Regions from separate parts of the Mus musculus genome. Here region 1 is linked to region 2. A link is a contact called in public Hi-C data. All regions are on one chromosome and are shown on one strand. Each heading gives the region's core, a stretch centred on a gene start, on an enhancer-like site or on the middle of the called end of the contact. The rest is flanking DNA. Distances are from core to core; before and after follow the strand shown. Region 1 has its middle 5.9 kb from the start of Gm34728. Region 2 overlaps Igfbp7 (insulin-like growth factor binding protein 7).

Evidence for each region. Hi-C and Micro-C count contacts between places; a contact is called where the count stands out from the background.
Region 1: a Hi-C map of uterus shows a contact between it and region 2, with 3 times the contacts expected there. The contact joins two enhancer-like sites. A contact is called at or near these places in 2 of 15 datasets of contacts at CTCF or cohesin (embryonic stem cells and pro-B cells), 22 of 484 Hi-C or Micro-C datasets (8-cell embryo, the AML12 cell line, the C10 cell line and 11 more), 8 of 115 datasets of contacts at active chromatin or transcription factors (CD8 T cells, Th17 cells, embryonic stem cells and 1 more) and 2 of 9 other capture datasets (adipose tissue and embryonic stem cells).

What each region holds. Positions count from the first base shown.
Region 1 is chr5:77,425,308-77,430,342 of GRCm38.p6, reverse strand. No RefSeq gene overlaps it. Among named protein-coding and RNA genes, the nearest start is that of Gm34728, 5.9 kb to the left of the region's middle. Within about 2 kb of position 1,317, at least 8 of the 459 cell types and tissues checked have an H3K27ac peak or open chromatin away from gene starts, as enhancers often do. A contact at or near this core is called in adipose tissue and uterus, where this site is marked.
Region 2 is chr5:77,357,123-77,361,750 of GRCm38.p6, reverse strand. The region is part of intron 1 of Igfbp7 (insulin-like growth factor binding protein 7); the gene reads left to right. Among named protein-coding and RNA genes, the nearest start is that of Gm34648, 27 kb to the left of the region's middle. Within about 2 kb of position 3,225, at least 178 of the 459 cell types and tissues checked have an H3K27ac peak or open chromatin away from gene starts, as enhancers often do. A contact at or near this core is called in adipose tissue and uterus, where this site is marked.

The sequences.
Region 1 (5,035 bases), core at 68-2,567, 70 kb before region 2:
GAGGAGTTATTTAATGGGATAATTGTTGGTCTGTGAATGCGCCAGCAATTCCTATGCACTTGGGACACTAGCACACGTGTGCGTGTTCAGCAGAGGTCTGGGCTTCTGTGACTGCCTTATTGCTTCTCTGGTGTCTCCTAGTGGTCCAAGCAAAGGTGCATATTTTGAATTCTGAATAGTTTTGACCTAAATTTGACCTGGGTGTGAAAATTATCAGAAAGCCAAGCAGGGACCAGGTGTGGTGCCTACTTTTAATCCCAGCACTGGTGTTCAGGGGCAGAGACATAAGGTTTCTGTAAGTTTGAAGCCAGCCTGATGTCTATATAGTGGGTTCTTGAGCAGCCAGAGCTACATAGTAAGACCCTGTATCGGTTACTTTCCTATGGCTGTGATGAAACACCATGACCAAGGCAACCTACAAAAGAAGGAGTTTATTTGGGCTTACTATCCAGAGGGATAGAGTCCATGGCAGAGAACAGAAATCGCAGATGTGGCAGACGTGGTGGCTACAGCAGGAGCTGAGAGTTCGCACCCGGAACCACAAGCAGAGAGCTAACTCCAAATGGCATGAGTCTTTACGATCTCAAAAGCATGTCTCCAGTGACATACTTCCTCAAACAAGGCCACACTCCTAAGTCTCCTAAAACAGTACTGCCAGCTGGGGATCAAGTATCTAAAACTAGGAGTGTGTGTGTGTGTGTGTGTGTGTGTGTGTGTGTGTGTGTTTTAGGGGTAGGGGGTGACCAGTATATACTAGATGGATTTTTTTTTTAAAAAATCATTCATTCATCCACTGCAGATGAAGTAAGGCTGAATCAGGTTTTTTAGATTATTCTTGATGTTATTGTCAGTTTTTTTTTTGTTGTTTTTTGTTTTGTTTTGAGAAATTAATTGCTGGCTTTCGGTCTCACGTTTTCTGGTTTTCATTACTTGTTTTCTTTAACTGAGCCAGTTTTAACTGAGGCAAGATGCTGTCTTCTGTACTCCACAGCCTGAAGGTTAAACTAGTGCACTTAGGGCTAAGGTACTGACGGCACCAAGGAGGTCCCAGATGAGGGTTAGACAAGGGTCTTTGAGTTAGAAGCCGGCTGCACTGAGCCCTGAGGGATGAGCTTGGAGGCTCTTGGGGCCCGGGCTGTTCCCTCCATGCTTTGGGAAGGGTTCCTTTCCTTCCCACAGATCCTGAGTAAACATTTAAATCAACTCTTAAAAATCCCTTAAAATAAACTCTAAAGGAAAACACAGCACAGCAAGATTCCAGAGAAGCCCAGTCAGAGTTCATTTTTACTCCCACCTTAAAGGCCCCCAGGGAAAGAAAAGAGGTTTAACAAAGACTGCTCACCCAGGCCAAGCTGGTGGATAGATGGGAAAGGCTGTAAGCTGGGATGTGGAGGGAAGAAAGGCAGACAGGAAGGATGTCTGTCTATCTGAGTTGTTCAGGAAAAAGCACACAGCCTGGTAGGTGGCAGGTACGAATGCATTTGAAAGACACAACTGGAGACAAGGGCAAGCCATCCCAATGTCAGCCAAACCCAGGCTGGCAGCAAGAAGAGCTGGGCTTCCTAACTGAAGATGTCTACCATGTGGGAGTGGCTGGCATCCAGGATTCCAGGCCTGGCTGGGGTTAAGGAGCAAGACGATTCCCAGAATTGAACCCAACAGAAAAGGCCAGACTCCAATTGTTTTGAAGTGAAGGAAACAAGAAATCAGCCACTGGGGAATTCCAGAAATTAAAAAATAGCTCATGGGAGCTCTGGGGGAGATGGGTGTTCTAGCGCCTAGAATGGGGCAACGCTGGGGCAGTGCAGCCAGAGACCAGGACTGCAAAGCTTCTCTTTAAAACAACTGGAATGAGCCTCTCTTCCTTAGAAAATAACGGGGTTTTTAATGGGTGTTGCCAGAATAAAACAAATGCAGAGCCAATTAAAAAAAAAATTCTAGCTCAGAATAAACAACACAAAATGGACTTGCCAATTGGGGCATGTGTGTGTGTAGGCCAAAGTGGAGTCTGATATATTAAAGAGCATGAAAAGACTTAAGTTTTATTAGGACAGAGAAAGCCATGTGTTGTTTTGAAAGGAATCTCTGTATTGGGTGGCCAAAGCCAGCAAGCGCTGATTGTCCAGTGGCAGCAGCTACGCATAAGAACAAAGTCACCGCCATCGTCAGTTGCAATGTAAAGTTATGCCAGCTGTTTCATTGGCTTGAGCTGAAAAGATATTCCCTGAAGCAGGCAGCTGGGACCTAAGAGGCTTCTTGGCTCCATTTTAATAGACCGTGCCAGGAAAGATTCCATTTTTGCATGCAAGTTTTCATAGTAGAAACTTTCCATTGACCAGGAATGCTTAAGAAGCCAAGAATAAGAATCTCTGTTGGGTCGAGGCAGATATACCTTGAAATGGGTTGGTTTCATTTGGTTTGATCTGGATTGTTGTTTGGTTGGTTTTAAAATAGGGTCTCACTCTGTAGCACAATCTAGTCTAGAACTCATTATGTAGCCCATACTTGCTTTAAACTTGTAATCCTCATGCCTCAGCTCCCAAGTGTTAAGAACACAGGCATCAGCCACTATACTCAACTGGAGATAGCATACACTCAGTCCTCAATGAGCCACGTGTGGCTAACACTGTGGGTGTAGAATTACCTAAAATCTGTGACCAAAAGGATTTCAAAGGTTGGTAAGATGGCCTCTGAGAGACACACAAATCTGGAAAATATCTGTATCTATCCCTCAATCCCTATCCTTTAGTCCCAGTGACTAAAGAGGTGGAGGCTGCCTTTCTCCCCTAAATAGCCCTTCTTAATACTCTGTTGCTGGCCTCCTAGACACCTCCACTGGGTCTGTATCCCATTCTTAGAGCCGGTCAGGCCTCCACCAATCTCTGTAAAAGAATTATTTATTCTAGCTTGCCCATATAAAAGACACAAAAGCCTGATGTTCTATTTACAAGCTGTAACCTCTACTGGGCAGGCTCTATGCTCTTCTCCCCTCTATCCAAACCATACGCCCCCTGTTACTTGCTGTTTGAGTCTTGTCCAGGCTGTTTCCATTCCATCAGTCTCTCCTCAAGGTTCACTTCTATCAGCCACTTGCTCCTGGTCCATCTCCTCTGATGGCAACCTCCTCCTCCCTCTGTCTTTTTTCCTTCTCCTGTGGTCTCTCCTAAGACCCCTCACTAGATCCTTATTAATCCTGGTGGCCAAGGGTGAGTGTTTTGAAATCTCTCCTGCAATCCTCTACTACTCTCTACTGTCCAGTCACCGGCCTTTTATTAACCAATAGTTTTAAGTTGGGAAGCAAGATTTATACAACACAGGCCTATGTACGTGAGAATGTCCCTATCTGGATGGCAACCAGATAGATCTTAGGGTTCAGAATTTAGCTTTTTTTGTTGTTGTTTTTGTTTTGTTTTGTTTTGTTTTTTGTTTTTTGAGACAGGGTTTCTCTGTGTAGCCCTGGCTGTCCTGGAACTCACTTTGTAGACCAGGCTGGCCTCGAACTCAGAAATCTGCCTGCCTCTGCCTCCCAAGTGCTGGGATTAAAGGCGTGCACCACCACCGCCTGGCAGAATTTAGCATTTATATATATAACAACAGAACAACACTCCCCACCCCACCCTTCCCCACCCCACCCCATCCCTGCCCCCCCCCAACAGATCTTACCACCAATACACTCACCTGCGATGTGAATTCCTAAAACTGGAGCCAGAAGAACAACAGAAATTTCACTAAGGCCTACGGAGTCAGTCACTGGCATCTTCCAATCATTTTGCCAAGGATCAGAAATCTGTGGAGCAACCTGTCTAATCCTGAAGACCTTGACATTCAAGCCAGTAACCAACTTTATTGATGCTTTCTGTGGGCTTTCAGGAACCCATACTAAGTAAAGTAAGGACAGAAATGTTACCTTTCAACCTTGAGGGAAAGCCTAAAACTGGCACCTCTCAGGAAGGCAATACAAACATGGCCTCTTAGTTTCCAATATTCCCACGAATATAGCCGTCAGCATTTCTCTTTCAAAACAAGTGCAGTGAGCAAACACTGATGCCAGAGCCAGTACCACCGAGGGTAGTGCCTTGGCATTAAGAGATTTCGATCTGAAGCTTGGCAGTGCCAAATGTGTGGACACCAAAATGAAGTAATTTGTATCAAGCTCCAGCAAAAGTGAGTGAAAGAGGAAGCCAGGAAGTTGTGAAGGAGAGAAGCTCTCCTACAAATGACTAAGGAGCAGAACCATAGCAGAAGGCTCTGCTGCAATCCCACCTGGGCAGGAACCAGGGCAAACAGGCAAAGTACCCCTGCACAGACATCCGCTCACAGCTAACTGTCTAGTCTTGGACCGATGCTACCCTGTTATTAATCCTGGTGGCCAAGAGTGAGTGTTTTGAAATCTCTCCTGCAATCCTCTCCTCTTTGCTTCACCCTGTAACAACTTCCGATTGCCTCAACCTCCCTTGACTGGCTCAGAACTGACAGGTGTTCCCATTGTAGTGCCCTGCCATTGCCAAATAAACATCACTGCTCTTTAGAGTCCCTCTGTGTGTGTGTGTCTTTCTGCCTATCTCTCTGTCTTTCTGTGTGTTTCTGTCCATCTGTCTATCTGTCTGTCTGTTCTTTCCCCACTCCCTCCTTCCCTCCCTGCCTTCCTTTCTTCCTCCCTCCTTCCCTCCATCTCTCCCACTCCCCTCTCTCCCCAGAGGCTGAGGAGCCAGCCAGGTGCCTATGAAGCATTAACAAACACTTACCAACATCATTTGTGTGTCAGCCATTTTTTTTTAAGTGAGCCTTTTGTTTTGGTGAAAGGGATGTTGTTGCCCTGACACTTTAACAAGCTTAAAAACAAACAGTATTCCTGGAGGAGCGTTGTTATTCAAGATCTTATTCTCCCAGCTGATTGTCTGCATCCATGGCACCTGCTGGATGCTCTCTGAGACCCACCCTCACCAACCCTCCAAGGCCCCTCAAAGGCACCTTCCTAGACCAGCCTCTCTCAGCTGTGATTGCGACTTCACCCAGGTTCAGTGGCCTCCCAGCC
Region 2 (4,628 bases), core at 1,976-4,475:
TCATTTTCATTTCTTTTCTTCTCCTTGTCCTCCACCTCAGCCATCCCTCTTCTTTCTCTTCAAAAAATGGGAAAAAAAAACCACCTAAGATTTGAAGGGAATAATAATGTTTTAAAGTAAGGAAATGAACTTGGGAGATAAACGTGTATTATTGGAAGCAATGGGGATTGAATGAGAGTTAGCTGAGTTGTGCAGGTAAGAAAGCAAAGAGGTGCAGTGTGGGTGGGGCACAGACATCTGGGAGAGTTGAAATAGGAGACTGGGGTCCGGAGAGCCTGGTGGCGGACATTTCCCCCATGCCTGCATCACTGTGGCAGTGTGGCTCTTTGCTGGAGCTGCCTGCATGAGTGAGGGAAGAGAAGAGCAGTGGAGAGTCAGACATCCTATAGGCAGGATGCTTGCTAGACAGACGTTTACCACCCTGAAATCCCTCGTGGGGCAAGAGCATGGGTAAGCAAATAATTAGATTTATTTTGGGTTTGTCCCTATGCACTGAAAACAAATCTGGGATTTTCCTCTTTAGTTGGAATCCAGACACAGAAGATAACTTAAGGCGCCAATATCATGACTCATCAACTGGCCTTGAGATTCAATTTTCAGAATTTTACATCAAAAAAAAAAATCTGCTCTGGGTGAATTAAAGTCTTTCTTTTTTTCCTTCCTTCCTTCCTTCCTTCCTTCCTTCCTTCCTTCTTTCCTTCTTTCTTATGTCTTTATCGTTTGGAACAGAAATGCATTCTGGATTTTCTTTGACTTTCTTGGAAGAAAGGGTAGAAAGAGGAGTTCTTTGATAAAGATAATAAAGACATTGAGCTGAAGCAGAGCAGGACCTTTTCGAACTGAACTCTGGGATACAGAGTTGGCAGCAGTGCCACTTTCCAGCAGAAGATGTGCAGAGAGGGCCTTTGTGGCTGGGGGGAGGGGCTGTCACATCCACCAGCAGCTCATCTTCTGCTTGCACGTAGGACCAGGACCCTGTTGGTGTCCCCGAGTCATTAGGAAGTCCTTTCTGTGTCTCTCCTCACCCCTCCACTATCTTCCTGTAAGACCCACATTCTGCCTTTGCCAAGAGTCTCCCAGCCCACGTTGGTAACGCAGGTCTGTAGTCCCAGCTGTGGAGGAGGTTGAGGCAGGAGGATTCCAAGTTCAAGGCATGCCTGGGTTATGCAGTGAGTCTGAGGCTAGTCAGGACATCTGAATCAGACCCTGACACAAAATTCAAAGTTAAAAAGATGTCAGGGGTAGAGCCCGTTGGTAGAGTGCTTGCCCTAGCATGTATAAGACCCTAAATTCAGTCTCCACTAGTGGAGGAGGGAATGGGAAAAGCCTCTTTATCTCTCCTGCTTGTTAGCAGGAAGTTCCCAGAGTGGGAGACGGCAAAGATCCAGGCAGCCTGAGAGGTAGAGAAGACACTGGGTGGGTATCAGCTCTGAGCAAGGTGAATGAGGAGAATTCTGAACACCTGTGGATTCTACCATGACAAAAACCATGGGGAACAACCTGTCCCGCCTACTCTGAGGTCTACCGATGACCTCATCAGTTAGTCATTGATTGATTGATAGGGCTTTCCTCTGCACAAGTCTACATGCCAGGTCTGAAAGCCCTTTTGTAGGGTGGTAGTTTTCAATGTAGATGCTGTTGGTTAAACTCTTCATTGTGTTCCTGAGTTTAGCCTTAGGTACAACAAGGTCATTCATAATGACCAAGGTTTTCTTTCAGTGTCTTGCCGGGAACTGCCTGCCCACCCACCCAGAGCATGAATGAGGCTCGCTTTTATTATCTAGAACTTGTAGGATTCTACATATAGCCTGGTAGCAAAATGAACAATAATCATTTGTTTTCAATAATCTGCAAGTAGACTCAGCTCACTCAAGTCAAGTCGTTTTATGTATCTCAATGGGAGCTCACCACATAATTGGTTCGAATTGTGAACTCACTCCCCACCCCATCCCCCACCCTCACCCCCCATCCCCATCTCCATCCCCCATCTCACCCTCCCACTCCCACTCCCTTGATAGCACTCATTCAGGGTATTCATAGGCTCAGATGTTTTTCAGGAACTCTTACTTCTCCAGAAAGTCTCTTTTCTTGGAATAGCAAGAAACCCCGAGAGAGACCCATTATCATAAACCTGCCCTGCCTTTAGTACTCGAATCTTAGCATAATGGGTTCCTGGAGTGTACTACTGATACAAGTACATGGACAGACAGACTGGTGGATCAGAACAGAGCCCAGATGCAGACCCACACATTCGGCTGAGGGACAGACCAGAAGGTATTATTAATGATTCAGTAGGAGAAATACGGCCCTCTCAAAATCTACTGAAGCAATAGATGGCCTTTGGGGAGATGGCCTGTACATCATAATAGAGGCAAAAATTAATTCAAGATTAAACAAAAACCTACTTGGAGAGGAGTTGAACATAAAGATTGAGGAAGAGAACAGGGCCCTTTAGAGCATTGCATCAAAGTTTAATAACCGGGCTCAAAAAATGTAAAGCCTAGGGCACGCCTTTAATCCCAACACTCATGAGACAGAGGCAGGTGGATCTCTATGATGCAAGGCCAGTGTGGTCTACAAAATGAGTTCCAGGACAGCCAGGGCTACATAATGAGACTCTTTGGGGCGGGGGGGGGGGGGGGGGGTAAAAAAAAAAAACTACTCGCTACAGTGAATCGTATTAAAAAGCTCAAGCATAGAACTTCTACTTGTATTAATAACACTGGAAAGGCTGAGGCAGGAGGATCATGATCATGAGTTCCAGACCAAACTGGACTACTAAGGGAGATCATGTCTCAGTAAAACAGGACTAACCCTAACTGCTTGAAGAAGGCTGAAGGAGGTCTGTGGCCTGCTCCTAGACCCCCGAAGCAGTACCAGGCAAGGACTGTTCCTGCTCCTGATGAAGGCGGGTGCGTCTGGGAAGACGAATGCAGGTTGCATAGGGGACACTCAGATCCTCACAATTGAACCATTCCCATGAAGCTTTACTCCTTTGCTACGAGAGCAGCAGCTTTTCCCCAGACCCCCCTTGCTCCACCCTGCCCCGCAGCCGAGCTCTTCAGAGCTTTGGCATACTGGTATATTCTTCCCAGAACAACCTCTTGAAATCCCTTGGGGTCTGAGTCAGGCTGCCCCAGCCCTTGTTGGGAAGGACAGAGCAGTGGGGGGCCCTCACAGGGGTGGGAGAAAGGAGTTCAAAGGCCAGCCAGATCCGGTTGTGTGACGTCAAAGCCTTGGGGTCTCAGCAGCCAAGAGGAAGCTAGGGAGAGGGCGAGCCCCGCATTCTATATCAGGGCGTTCAAACTAGGAAATGTCGGAGACAAGGCCAGAAACATACATATAAACACAGCCTCGCTCTGCTTCCCCGTGTCCAGCTTTGCAAAAAAAAAATAGCCAGTACTCCAAGTCACGGTGTGTGCTTCCTTCTGGGACCCACGATCCACAGAGAAGGAAACATAAAATATATTTAGAGCTTTCGAAACTGATTGTTTTGTGTATTCTTACAAAGGGAGAAAAAAATAAATAAAACCGCCCCAAGAGATTTGTTTTAAAAGCTTCTCTAATCCTTGAGATGAGTGGGAGAACGTTGCATAGTGGGGTCATTTCCTTGCCGTCTCCAGACGTTAGTACGCACTGAAAATAGATGTTGGGAGGGGAAGACTCCGTGGCCTGTGAATACGGATTGTGCAAGAAAGTTTTCCAGGCCAAGAGGGGAAGGTTGGGCCTTTCCCAGGCCCCCGGTACAAGATGACCCTGTGGTTGGATATTTAACTAGGCTTGAAGACCCCAGACAGAGGGAATAATTAACTTACTCATTCCAGAATCGGGGCAAAGCATCCCGGAGGGCGGAGTCTAGGGCAAAGCACCCCGGAGGGCGGAGTCTAGGGCAAAGCACCCCCGGAGGGCGGAGTCTAGCTCTTCAGCTGCTCAGTCTCTCTGTGGGAACCCAGGCTCCCAGGTCTATCTCCCCTCCGAGGTACACTGTCCCAAGTCTCTCTGGAGGGCCCAGGGGGCTGAAACCTGGCATTCCAAATTAGTAGATGGAAAATAGTAATTGCTCCACTAAAAAAGAGGGGTGTGTGGGCTGGAGAGATGGCTCCGTGGTTAATTGAGTTGAGTTGAGACCTCTGCCACCCACATACAAGCCGGTGTGATGGAATGCAGCTGTTGGCGTAACACCAGCCGGTCTCAGCGCCTCGGAGATCAAGGGCAAACAAGTGAGCTTCCAGTTCACCAAGAGAACCTCTCTCAAAAAAAAGGTGGAGAGCAATAGAGAATGATACTCAAAATCCATCTCTACCTGTATGAGCACGTGTACTGACTCCAGCCGCATATGTAGCAGAGGATGGCCTTGTCAGACATCAGTGGGAGAAGAGGCCCTTGGTCCTGGGAAGGCTAGATGCCCCAGTGTAGGGGAATGCCTGGGCCGGGATGGGTAGGTGAGTGGGTGGGTGGGAGAGCTAGGGGGTTCCCAGAGGGGTAACCAGGAAAGGGGATAACATTTGAAATATAGATAAATAAAATATCCAATAAAAAAGAAAAAGGAAAAAAAAGAACTACAAAAAAAGAGGAAATAAATGTAATTTTTAAAATTAGTATTTTAGAGCAACTTAATTAATGAAAGG